2 separate regions of the Sus scrofa genome follow, and region 1 is linked to region 2. The links are chromatin contacts, called in public Hi-C maps. All regions are on one chromosome and are shown on one strand. Each heading gives the region's core, a stretch centred on a gene start, on an enhancer-like site or on the middle of the called end of the contact. The rest is flanking DNA. Distances are from core to core; before and after follow the strand shown. Region 1 overlaps VPS13D (vacuolar protein sorting-associated protein 13D). Region 2 overlaps VPS13D (vacuolar protein sorting-associated protein 13D).

Evidence for each region. A called contact is a pair of places that touch in the nucleus more often than the background predicts.
Region 1: a contact with region 2 is called in a Hi-C map of skeletal muscle, with 2.3 times the contacts expected there. The contact joins two enhancer-like sites. A contact is called at or near these places in 10 of 47 Hi-C or Micro-C datasets (embryonic fibroblasts, epiblast stem cells, heart right ventricle and 4 more) and 1 of 2 datasets of contacts at active chromatin or transcription factors (skeletal muscle).

Annotation. Positions count from the first base shown.
Region 1 is chr6:72,477,898-72,483,592 of Sscrofa11.1, forward strand. The region is part of intron 66 of VPS13D (vacuolar protein sorting-associated protein 13D); the gene reads left to right. Among named protein-coding and RNA genes, the nearest start is that of DHRS3, 120 kb to the right of the region's middle. Within about 2 kb of position 1,719, at least 50 of the 83 cell types and tissues checked have an H3K27ac peak or open chromatin away from gene starts, as enhancers often do. A contact at or near this core is called in liver, mesenteric adipose tissue and skeletal muscle, where this site is marked.
Region 2 is chr6:72,407,705-72,413,044 of Sscrofa11.1, forward strand. All of the region lies in intron 62 of VPS13D (vacuolar protein sorting-associated protein 13D), which reads left to right. Among named protein-coding and RNA genes, the nearest start is that of VPS13D, 150 kb to the left of the region's middle. Within about 2 kb of position 2,092, at least 44 of the 83 cell types and tissues checked have an H3K27ac peak or open chromatin away from gene starts, as enhancers often do. A contact at or near this core is called in liver, mesenteric adipose tissue and skeletal muscle, where this site is marked.

The DNA.
Region 1 (5,695 bases), core at 469-2,968, 70 kb after region 2:
GTGTGTATAATATATACATACATACATTTGGCTGCACCCAAGTCATAATTCCTGGGTCAGGGATTGAACTCAAGCCACAGTAGTGACAACACCGAATCCTTAACTACTAGGCCACCAGGGAACTCCTATAAACCTACATTTTTAACAAACCAGAACAAATAGTACACAGTAGAAGAATTCATAGAGAAGAGGGACTCTCCATAGCAAGAGATGATTTTCTACGGCCCATTCATTCCATGGCACCTCCTATCTTCCCCCACAAAGGTGCTTGAGACTTTGGAATGACATTCATTGCCGTATCTTTTAACATCAACACGGTGGATAAGGGAGCCTTCTGAGGAAAATGCAGGAATTTACAGTTTCCATTCAGAAACCGTGGCTACGTTGAGTCGGGAAGCACCATTTTCACCTGCAGATTGAACCAGGCTCTGATTGGAAACAGGCCACTGGCTTCAGAAGACTCCATCAAAGAAGCCCGCCTCTGCCCAGAATCGGAAAATGCCTTAGTGCAGGTTGTTCTGGTTTTATTTTTATAAACTAGCTTGGGCCTTAGACTTGTGTTCCTAATGTGGCTTACAAGACTGAACTGACAGGAAAGCGCTTACAACGTCAGCAGTGATGCCTCTCAAAGGCTTACCTACCGGACCTTCTCCTCTTGTCTTCGCTTTGGGGTTTGGTCTCTCTGTTCCTCTTGCTCCCTCTCCGTCGTGCTCGGGCCTTGCCTGGAGAAGTTCTGGTGATCATCCCAGACTTCCACAAGTCAGCCCAGGAGCTTCATTTCATGGCTGGGCCGCGAGGCACACGAGACGTACGCGGTGAACCACGGACTCACAGCTCCTCCTGTGGGGAGCCTGGGCTCAGCTCCAGGATGACGCGCCTTTGCAGCCGTCGGATGGCATCCTTTGGAGCCAGCTGCCCACGCAGCCCTCGAGAGCCATTCGTGGATCACACTCCTCGTGGGTTAAACTCTAAAACTAAAGTCAAGTCCCATCCATCACGCTGCTTGTTTAACCCTCTGTGCAGCAGTCAGAGGGACTGAAGATCACAAGTGAAAAGCAACCGGGCCGGCCCCGTGGGTCTGTTGCTTCCGGGAGACCCTGTCCTCTAGGGACGCCGCCCCTCCACGTGCGCATGCGCACGCGCACATTCAGCGAGGGCGCTGTAGCCCCCTTGAAGCCAAGACTTGAAAATACATTTACTTTTTTCTGTATGAAGGTTAAAAATGATCAGGTACTAATCAGTGCAGTATTCAGAGCCCCATCCCCCGTGGGACCTGGCAAGACGGGGGGATGTTGCCCAACCATGGCTCCCTTTGCTTTCTTGGCTGCGTCGGGGCCAGCGTGCCTGCCGGTACCCGGGAGCCCACGGCTTCCCGGGAGGTGCGCCACAGGAGGGCCTGGCTGCTGCGCCACCGTTTTATCAGAGAGCAGGCCAAAGAGCCTGCTTTTGTGAGCATAGCGTGCAGCCGTCCATTCAGGAGCAGCTCAGGGCCAGTACGTAGGGGCCCAGGGCCTGCTGGGATGGGGTTTTACACTTGGGCTGTCCTTCTGCCCTTCCACTGAACTCCTTTCATTTCAGTCATGAGCAAACAGTCAGTGCCTGAACTAACAACCCTGCAGTCCTCCGAAGCACGGCTGGCTTACAGTACCGAACAAAGGGAGGGAGGGCCGCGTGGGCCGGCCCAGGCCGAGGAATGCGGCTTCAGGGTTCTGCTCCATAAATTTAACCAGCACGACGAAAAGGAGATAATATGAGCCTTCGTGATGATCTGAAGGGGGAGGTTCTGTGTCCCATTGATTGCGGTCTGGCCCAGGGCCAGGCCCAAGCCTGACCGACAGTTGAACCATATCGTTAAGGCGTGTAATACAGCTCGAGTCTTGTACCGCCGCCAATGAGTACATATCCACAGGGCAAAAGTTTATAAAGAGTTGAGGCTGTCCTGTTTAACCCTCTCACACTGCGTGTAATAGACCCAGCTGCCATTCAGAACTTGCCCATCTGAGGTCATAAAGGAAAGCCAGCACGTTTCTTGTCTTCAAACAGAGCTTTTCAGGACCGGGAGAGGGAAGAAGCGCCGTCTAGAGAGGTCACGGCTCGGCGATGCTTCTCTCCGGAGAACTGGGGAATCGGTGGTGCTCAGCCTCCTCGCCTCCTCCCCTCCTCCCCGGCCAGAAACAGGACACCTTAGAGCTTTATTCAAAGTAGCTCTCTGTTTGCAGGATAATGTTGCTGAAGGAAATGGGGCTGACACAACAGGAAACCTACCCGTCTCCGTCTCCGAGGAGGCCGCGCTGGTGGCAGAGGCAGTTGGATGCCGCCGGCTGGGCGTTCTTGTCGCGTTGCTGAGATCAGGATGGTTCTGTCTGCTGTCCCTGCCGCCCAGCCTCCTCGAAGGCTGGTGAAAGCCTCATTTTCTGGCTTTCCACAGCCGAGCCTAAGTGCCAGACCAGAGCAGGGGGGAGGTTGGCCCACGGAAAGCCTGTTAGGTCAGCAGCAGGCCACCCTGTGGGGCCGCTGCCCCTTCAGTCCGGGAGGGCAAGGCCTAGAGGAGCCTGGTTCTCACAGCAGTGCCACACTGAGTAAACGGACAGACAAGCAGGGCTTTGGCTTAAGTACAGGCAGAAAGGACGGTCTGTCTTCGAGGACCTTAGGAGAAAAGTGGGCTAAGGAAGGGTGCAGCCTAATGTGTCCTTTCACCAAACTGGGAGCCTACCTGTCCTTTATCCGTGCTGTCCAGGAGGACATGTATTTCTGTCCCTCCAGAGAGCTGCTTGTCCACAACAGACAAGGCACTTTGGGTGACACTCCAGATTTTCAACGTGTACACATGCCACACACTGTTTAAGCATTTTGTGTGTATTACTGCTTCATCCTCCAACACGTCGTTGAGGTGGGTGCTGTATTTTCCCCACTTTAAAGACGGGAAAGTTGAGGCACAGAGAAGTTAGATAACTTACTCCAGATCTCAGAGGCCATCAAAGGGGAATCAGAACTCGAACCCTGGCAGTCTGAACGCAGAGCACCCACTCCTAACTTCTCTGCCATTTCTGCATTAGCTCCTGGTCTCTTCCATCAAAAGACCTCATAATGGGTTCCCCTTGTGGCTCAGCAGTAACAAATTCGACTAGTATCCATGAGGATGCAGCGTCAATCCTTGGCCCTGCTCGGGAGGTTAAGGATCTGGCGTTGCTGTGACTGTGGTGTAGGCTGGCAGCTGCAGCTCCAATTTGGCCCCTAGCCTGGGAACTTCTGTATGCCATGGATGCAGCCCTAAAAAAAAAAAAAAGATTTAAACCTGAGGCCTCTTACCATGTCTCAGATCCACTTTCTTTTGATTCTTGGGTGTGGAAGGTGGGAATCGCCTCCCACCCTCCTATGACCCAAAAGATTTGGGAAAAGATGCCAAGGCAGTTGGTGGGGAGAGGTGCCGTCAACCCTGGACCTCGCAGCCTGAAGGGTGCTTGTCGCATTCTTTTACCCCTGCTGGCTTAACCCAGAGGCTGCAGACAGTGTTCCTGGAGCACCAGGCCACTGAGCGCTCTGTCCAGGAGCTGTGCTGTGCCCGGTCCTCTCTTCTGCATCCCGACTCCCAGCCCTGGTTGCTCCCCAAATGATCAATCACTGTATCCTTCCACTTTCAGAATTCTCTGTTTTCACAAAATAGCAGTCACATGTGTTGGTTCCAGCTTGTCTTTTGCCATCCAGCCAAGGCCATCTTCCCCAGCTGGTGGCCTGAGAACTCCGTTTGGGACACAGTACAAAAAGCCTTGGAAGGAGAAGAGAATGTCCAAATATGTGCTGAGTGTGCTGTGACCTTCTTTTGATGGCCAAGGATATCTCCTGTTTATTTTGGTGCTGGGGGGCCTGAAGGAAGGGTTCGAGAGAAGAGACTGAAGGGCTAGCTGCCTCTGAGATTGCTAGTTAGGCTTCTGCAGTCAGGGGGTTTTAAGAGCCTAGAAGTAGGCTCCAGTAGTCCCTGGAGGCAGCTAACTCCATGCTTTGGACTCCAGGAAATGATTCTAAACCCAGAGTTTACCAGACCTTGGTACTGGGTATCTTTTAATGGGGCACCTGCTTGGGATTTCTCTTTGTCATTTATTTGGGCTCATTTGGCATCAAGGAGCTATGCTATGGCTAGTCTTTTGGGATGCGAAGAGAGAAATGCTTGGGGGAGAGTGAGTGGTTAAATTGTAGGAAGAAATTCTGCTATTCTTTTGACTCATTTTTGTTCTCTTTAACAATGATTAAAGATGCCATGAGGTAGCCAGATGATCTACAAACCAGCCTTTATAGAGATTCTTATCTGCAAAAATTTTAAAGCAGCACTAGAAAGTTCCAGGGCTTTATGTCACATGCAGAAGGAAGCCTAGTCAGATCTGCTTGCATCTGAGCCATCCTCCAGAAAGGGAGCAGTGAAGAGCAGCAGCCCAGATTCATCTCTTGCCTTGTGTGTGACTCTCCCTCCTCTGTCAGCATCAGGGCTGTCCCCGGCCTACCTGTTTCTCTCCCCTCCAAGGAATTTGTTCTCTGGAAAAAGCCACACGCTCACCCTCCCTAACTGCCTCTGCCCCCTGGGTCCAGAGGGAGAGACAGACAGTGCCCCGGCTGATGGGAGAGGCTAGAGGTGAGGTCTCATGTTCACTGTTAACATAGCAGGAAGCACTGGAGGCCTTTGCATGGGACAGGCTCCCGGATGCACCTGCTCTTCCCAGAGGCACAGTGTGGCCCAGGCAGGAGGGCCAGTGCGGCTGTAGGCTTGGGTCCCAGAACCCGGGGAGGCCGATTGCAGAAAGCACGTGTCGGAGCACAAGCACTGGCTGGCACCAGGCCTAGGGGGCTTTCCTCCTCTCCCTCCTCGGTCTATAAGAGTCTAGTAACTTTCCCCTCTGCCACCTCGGCTCTCAAGTTCTAACCCATTTGGAATCCACATTTTTTTCTCCTCCTGTAGAGGAAAGCCCCAGCCCAGCCACTCATGTGGATTTAGTCTCATTGGCTCTTGTTTCCTAGGAGGACAAGTGCTCTGAAGGTTCAGCACCGGCTCTGACCAGGGCGAGACTCTGATTTTTATGAAGGCAGAGAAATGCACCTGAGATGACCCCTTTTCTTTCTTTTTTTTGACTTCTCACCACCTGGACCATTAATTCTGCTTTCAAAGAGGGATCGGGAGAGGAGAGCATTTCAAAGCCAAGCTGATTTGGGCTCTGAACCAGCTTGTCTTCTAGGTTGTACTTCACCCTGATGAGAATCAGAAAGGACAGTCTGTAAGCCCCTGAAATGCAATTTCCAGCGAAACACGAACTTCACTCTAGTGGCTCTGCAGCTGGAGAGCCTCGCAACCAGGTCCAGATGTTCTCTCTCCCTGGGTGAGCAGGAAGGGGATTTCGGGCAAGCTGGGAGGCAGAGCTTTTACCCATTCGTGGAGGTACCCCTTTTGCAACCGGAGTACCCCTTTTGTAGTTTGGGTCTTGCCTCCTGGGGCTCTTTAGGGTAAATGCTATGAGCACCCGGGTCCCTTTTGGCCCTGCTTTAGCACCTCCCACTCGTTGCTCTGAGCTGGCCATTGACTGCAAGCAAGAGAAGACCTGGCTCCTGCAGTGCAGGTTCAGAAAGCCAGACAGTGCTGGCAAGGTCCATCAGATGGCCTGGAAAGGAGGCCTCCCACAGAGGCCCAGTGTAGCATGGGCCATGCCTCCGG
Region 2 (5,340 bases), core at 842-3,341:
GCTAGGCTGGCAGCTATAGCTCCAGTTCGACCCCTAGCCTGGGAACCTCCATGTGCTATGGGTGTGGGCCTAAAAAGACAAAAAAATTAAAAATGAAAAAAAAGAAACAGCAAGACCCCCAGTTACATGGTATTGATGTTTACATGATATTTTGCATCGGATATACTGGGAATCGTTTAGGCTGAATGTTTCACTTGACACTATATTGAAGGGACATCGTCAAGGCGTTTTCCAAACGGCTGCTAAACAAATTCAGTGGAGCAGCCACGTTCTGAGGTGTGGGACGGGGGCACCCTGGGTGTGGCACGTTCCTATTTCACCCAGGGTGCTGGGAATTGGGACATCAGAGTGAAGTTCTCAGCTTATGAAAGTCACCGTTTTATCGTGTCTTGAGTTCTCCTAGTGGAGTCTGGGACTCATAAAATAATGTCATTTATTCAAAGAGTTTTCTAACAGAGTAATATCCCTTGATTAGTAGCTCTTAGGAAGAGCAGTCGGCTCCTTGAGATGAATATGTAACGGCTGAAAGTATGTGCTTAGGAAATGGAATCCTGTCCCAGAACAGGAATCACAAGAGTCTGACTAAAAGGTAACCATGTCTTTGGTGTTGAAGGAATAATTATCTTGATTCTCTTGACTCCAGGCCAGAAGCGGGGCTGTCAGAAACCTCAGAGGGAAATCTCTTCAGGTTTACACCGAGGGTACGGTATTGCCAGATAGAGTGTCTGTTCAGAAGGACTCAAAGCAGCTTCACGTCTGCTCTCTCAATTGGATTCCTTAGTCTGTGCTGGAAGGAGAGGGAGATAATAGTTCCATCTCACAAATGCAGAGATGAGAGCATCGATTCCAACCCCCCCAACTCCGCCCGCCCGCTTCTCCATTATTCTCCCGAGGTTGCATGTTAGAGAGTAGCAGAGTAATATTGAAAATGCCAGGTAGTTTATATGCTCTTCTGTTTTTTTTTTTTAAAGATCAAAAGCGTCCAGGAGCCTTTAAAAGGTTTCACAAGGTGGCCTACAGCAGTCCTTTTCCCATTTAGTGCATTGGGGTATTACAAAAGAAGGGCTTTAATTGAGCAATCTAGTTTGGAAGAAAACCCACATTTTAATGGTCAGAGAGCAAGAGGGTGGGGGTGAGGGGGAATTTCAGACAAAGACACTATTTAAAAAGCCTAAAACTGTCTTCTCAAAGGCTTGAAATAATTTGTTGGGAAACTTCAGACCCTTTACTTTTTTCCTCCCCTCCCTAAATAAAAACCAGATTTGTTAAAAGGAAAAAAGATTCGGTATTGTTAATTGTATTTCAGAAAGTGCCAGAGAGGGAAATATCCCTGTAGTTTTAAACACTGTCCCAAGAGGGAAATGGGCAAATACCCTGCTTCACATAAACAGTCTCTATGTACCATAAATAAACCTTTAAAGAATGAATTCCAGACAGTTTTGTTTAGTGCAGGATAAACTAAGAAAGGAAAGGACATGGCCCAGGGACTAGCTTGTGATCCGAGACCTGATGCAATATGGGCAGGTATTTCTTCTTTCAACTCCATAAAGTTTCTGGAAGACTTCAGCAGGTTTTTGTCTGGCGGAGGTAGGAATGGACAGTTTCCTATTTTTATTAGGAACTTAGGAGCACAGATTGCTTTCTCCAGAATCCATTTTATAACAGGAAACCGTCTGCTACTTGAGTAAATAGGCATCAACTTTGTATACTACTGTATTTGATTAGTCATTTAGTCACCACAAGAAAAAGCCCTGTTGGGTCCTTCCCCTCCCTCCCTTTGACTCGCCAGAACAACCTGAAGGTGGCAGAGTAATTCACAGCAACCCGTCCTGTCTCAGCATTTTCAAACGCGGGAGGCCCCAGAGTGGCACCAGGTCAAGATCGTTTTCTACCGAAGGGGCCAGAACATCTCTGTGGTTCAGACAAAGCGCAGCCACTCAGAAAGGGGCCAGTGTCTTTCCTGAGGGTTTCGACCGCTCAGTGGAGGTTTTAAAGTCATTGTATCACGTGTGGCTCTTCTTCCTCATCTGGCTGCAGGGAGGAAGTTGGGGTAAAAGCTTTGGCCTTTTGCCTTTGTTTTGATCTCATTTCCTCTTCTCTGAGAAGAAAGTAATGCTCCAAGTTGTACCGACAAAACCAACAGCGGCTGAACTGATGTCAGGACCTGTCTTTCCCAGCACATTTCTTGTGTGACTCTGAGCAAAGTGCTTAAGGCTTCAGGGCCTCAGTTTCTCTGTCAGTCCAGTGGGGAAGGTCGTGCCTGCCCCCCTCGTCATGCACCACGTGGCTGGGGGAAGCATGCAAGAGTGAAGAGCAGCGAGTCTTCCAGGAGAAATGAAGTAATTCTCTAGTCTGGTCTTCCTGCCTTCCACCTAGTAGGTAGTTGCTGTTGTGGAAACGAGCATGTTCAAGTCCAGAGTCTACTCCTAACTCCTAACTAGCTGCAGGGGTTTAGGCCTGCCACCTAACATTTCTCTGGTCTTATTTATTTAAAGAAATGGGAGTGTTAGGCTGGATTAATTTGAGGATGCTCGTAATCTTTGAAATGCTTTGTTCTGAAATTGTTTAGTAGGAGGTTGCTAGAGACTACCCAGGGCGCCGGATCCAGCTGCCTTTTGGCTCATCTCTGTAGGGTCCTCAGCTGTATTGGATGTTGCTGGCCTCCCTGGTCTGGATGTCTCTCCTTTCTGGTTCTTCTGTTACTTTTATGTTTGTTTTTTCTCTTCTCCTGACCACATGTTTATTAAAAAGGGCCATTTTTTTTTTCCCCCTCTGTGGATAAATTGACTGGTCATATAGCATGTCCTTTTCTGGTTTTTTTTTTTTTTTTTGGCCACACCTGTGGCATGTGGAAGTTTCCAGGCCCGGGATCAAACCCGAGCTGCAGTTTTGACCTGTGCCACAGCTGCAGCAGTGCCGGACCCACTGCACCTAAGGGAACTTTCCACTTGCACATTTAAAAGATCATTTTATTAGTCTCTTACCTAATTTTAGAAGCTCTTTATATAAGTTTTGTCTTTGATATAAGTTTAGAAGACAAATTTTAGAAGCTCTTTATATAAGTTTTGTCTTTGATATAAGTTGCAAGTATTTTTTCTTTGGTTTTTCATTTGTCTTTTTATTTTGCTTTTGGTGTGTGTGTGTGTGTGTGTGTGTGTGTGTGTTTAAATCATGCAAAAGTTTCTTATTTTAAATTGTAAAACGTGTCAATCTTTTGCCTTTTTTGATCTGAATTTTGAGTTACAACAAGATTTTTCTGGGAGTTCCTGCTGTGGTGCAGTGGGTTAAGAATCCAGTGTTGTCTCTGAGGCAGCGTGGGTTCAGTCCCCAGCCTGGTACAGTGGGTTAAGGATCCAGCATTGCTGCAGCTGTGGCACAGGTTGTAGCCATGGCTTGGATATAGTCCCTGGCTGGGGAACTTCCATATGCCACAGTTGTGGGAAAACAACAACAACAACAAAAACAATAAAAAGTTTTCCCGCTCTTATTTTAGAAAATTTCATCTATGTTTTCTTCAGTTTCTTCAACTAAACGTGCTCGTGTTCCAAAAGAATTTAAGGCAGACATGCTAAAGGATTAAAAAATAAGTGAGAAAGGAAAAGAGAAAGTCTATTAAATTGCCCATGAGATTTTAATGTAAAGACACTTTAATTCACTGGGAAATAAATAGATATTTTAATAAATGCACTTAGACTAGCTAGAGAGCCATATGGAAAAATAGAAAATTAAGTTTTTATTCACACTCTACATAAGGATAAATTCCAAGTGGATCAGAGACTTCCTAACATTATTAGCATGAAAAAGTGCTTTTCCATTCAAAAAAGATCATTTGGCATGCTCTCTAAAATCCTTCAAATGTTGACCATGTTAAATAAAAATATAATTGAAAACTAGACTGTATCCATAAATGGTTAACTGGCTTATAGCAGACCCAAACCAACCGAAAATTGAAAAGAAAGCTAGATTGAAAAACCCCAAAAAGTCTGTTTGAAGGTATTGGAAAGCTACCAAGACAGCCAGTACTTGAGGGTCCACGATTTATGAGAAGAGGGAAACTTGATAAGGTGAGCCCAGCATTTGCTCTGATTTTATTTTTGAGACAGTTGTAATTTGTAAGTGGTGTGAGGAGAAAGGTAGAGAAGTGAAGCCGAAAGCAGCTGCCAAAAGCCAGAATGTGAGTAAAGCTTTGGGCAGTCTCTTGAGGCTGGGAAAGCAGAAGTGAGACTCCATTGCTGTTAAGAGAGCTGGTAATTGAAGGACTCATATCTTTTTTTTTTTTTTTTTTCCGTTGAAATATAGTGGATTTACAGTGTTGTGGTAGTTTCATGTGCATAGCAAAGTGATTCAGTTATACATATGTATATGTATTTTTTCATATTTTCCCGTTATATGTTATTACACAATATTGAATATACTTTCCTGTGCTATGCAGTAAGACCTTGTTTATTTGTTTTATATATAGTGGTTTGTATCTGTTAATCCCGGACTCCTGGTTTATCCCGTCCCCACCTCCTTTCCCCTTTGGTAAACACAAGTCTTTGAGTCTGTTTCTCTTTTCTAAATGGGTTCATTTGTATCATATTTTAGATTCTCTACATAAGGGATATCATAGGGTATTTGTCTAACTTGCTTTACTTAGTATGATAATCTGTAGGTCCATCCATGTCACTGCAAATGGCATTATTTCATTCTTTTTTGTGGCTGAGTCATATTCCAGGGGGTGTGTATGTGTGTACACGTGCACACACGCACATGTGCACCCATGCGCACATGCCCAAGCATATCTTCTTTATCCATTTAGCTGTTGATGGTAATTTAGTTTGCTTCCATGTCTTGGCTGCTATAAACACTGGGGTGCATATAGCTTTTTGAATTAGAGATTTCTCCAGATATAGACCCAGGAGTGGGATTGCTAGATCATATGCTAACTCTGTTTTTAGTTCTTAAAGGAACTTTTGTACTGTTTTCCATAATGGCTGCATCGGTTTAGTTTCACACCAGCCGTGTAGGAAGGTTCCCTTTTCTCCACACCCTCTCCAGCATTTGTTATTTGTTGACTTTTAATGATGGCCATTCTGCCTGATGTGAGGCAATACCTCATTGTAGTTTTAATTTGTATTTCTCTAATAATTAGTGATTTTGAACATCTTTTCATGTCTTTTCATGCCTATTGCCATCTGTATGTCTTCTTTAGAGAAATATCTGTTTAGATCTGCTGCCCTTTTTTTTCGTGTAAGGTGATTTTATTGATAGGCTGCCTTGCTTTCAGTAATTCTTTTGCTGTGTATTATGTTTTCTTTCCAATTAATATGGTTCTTGACCTTTCATTTATTTAAAAAA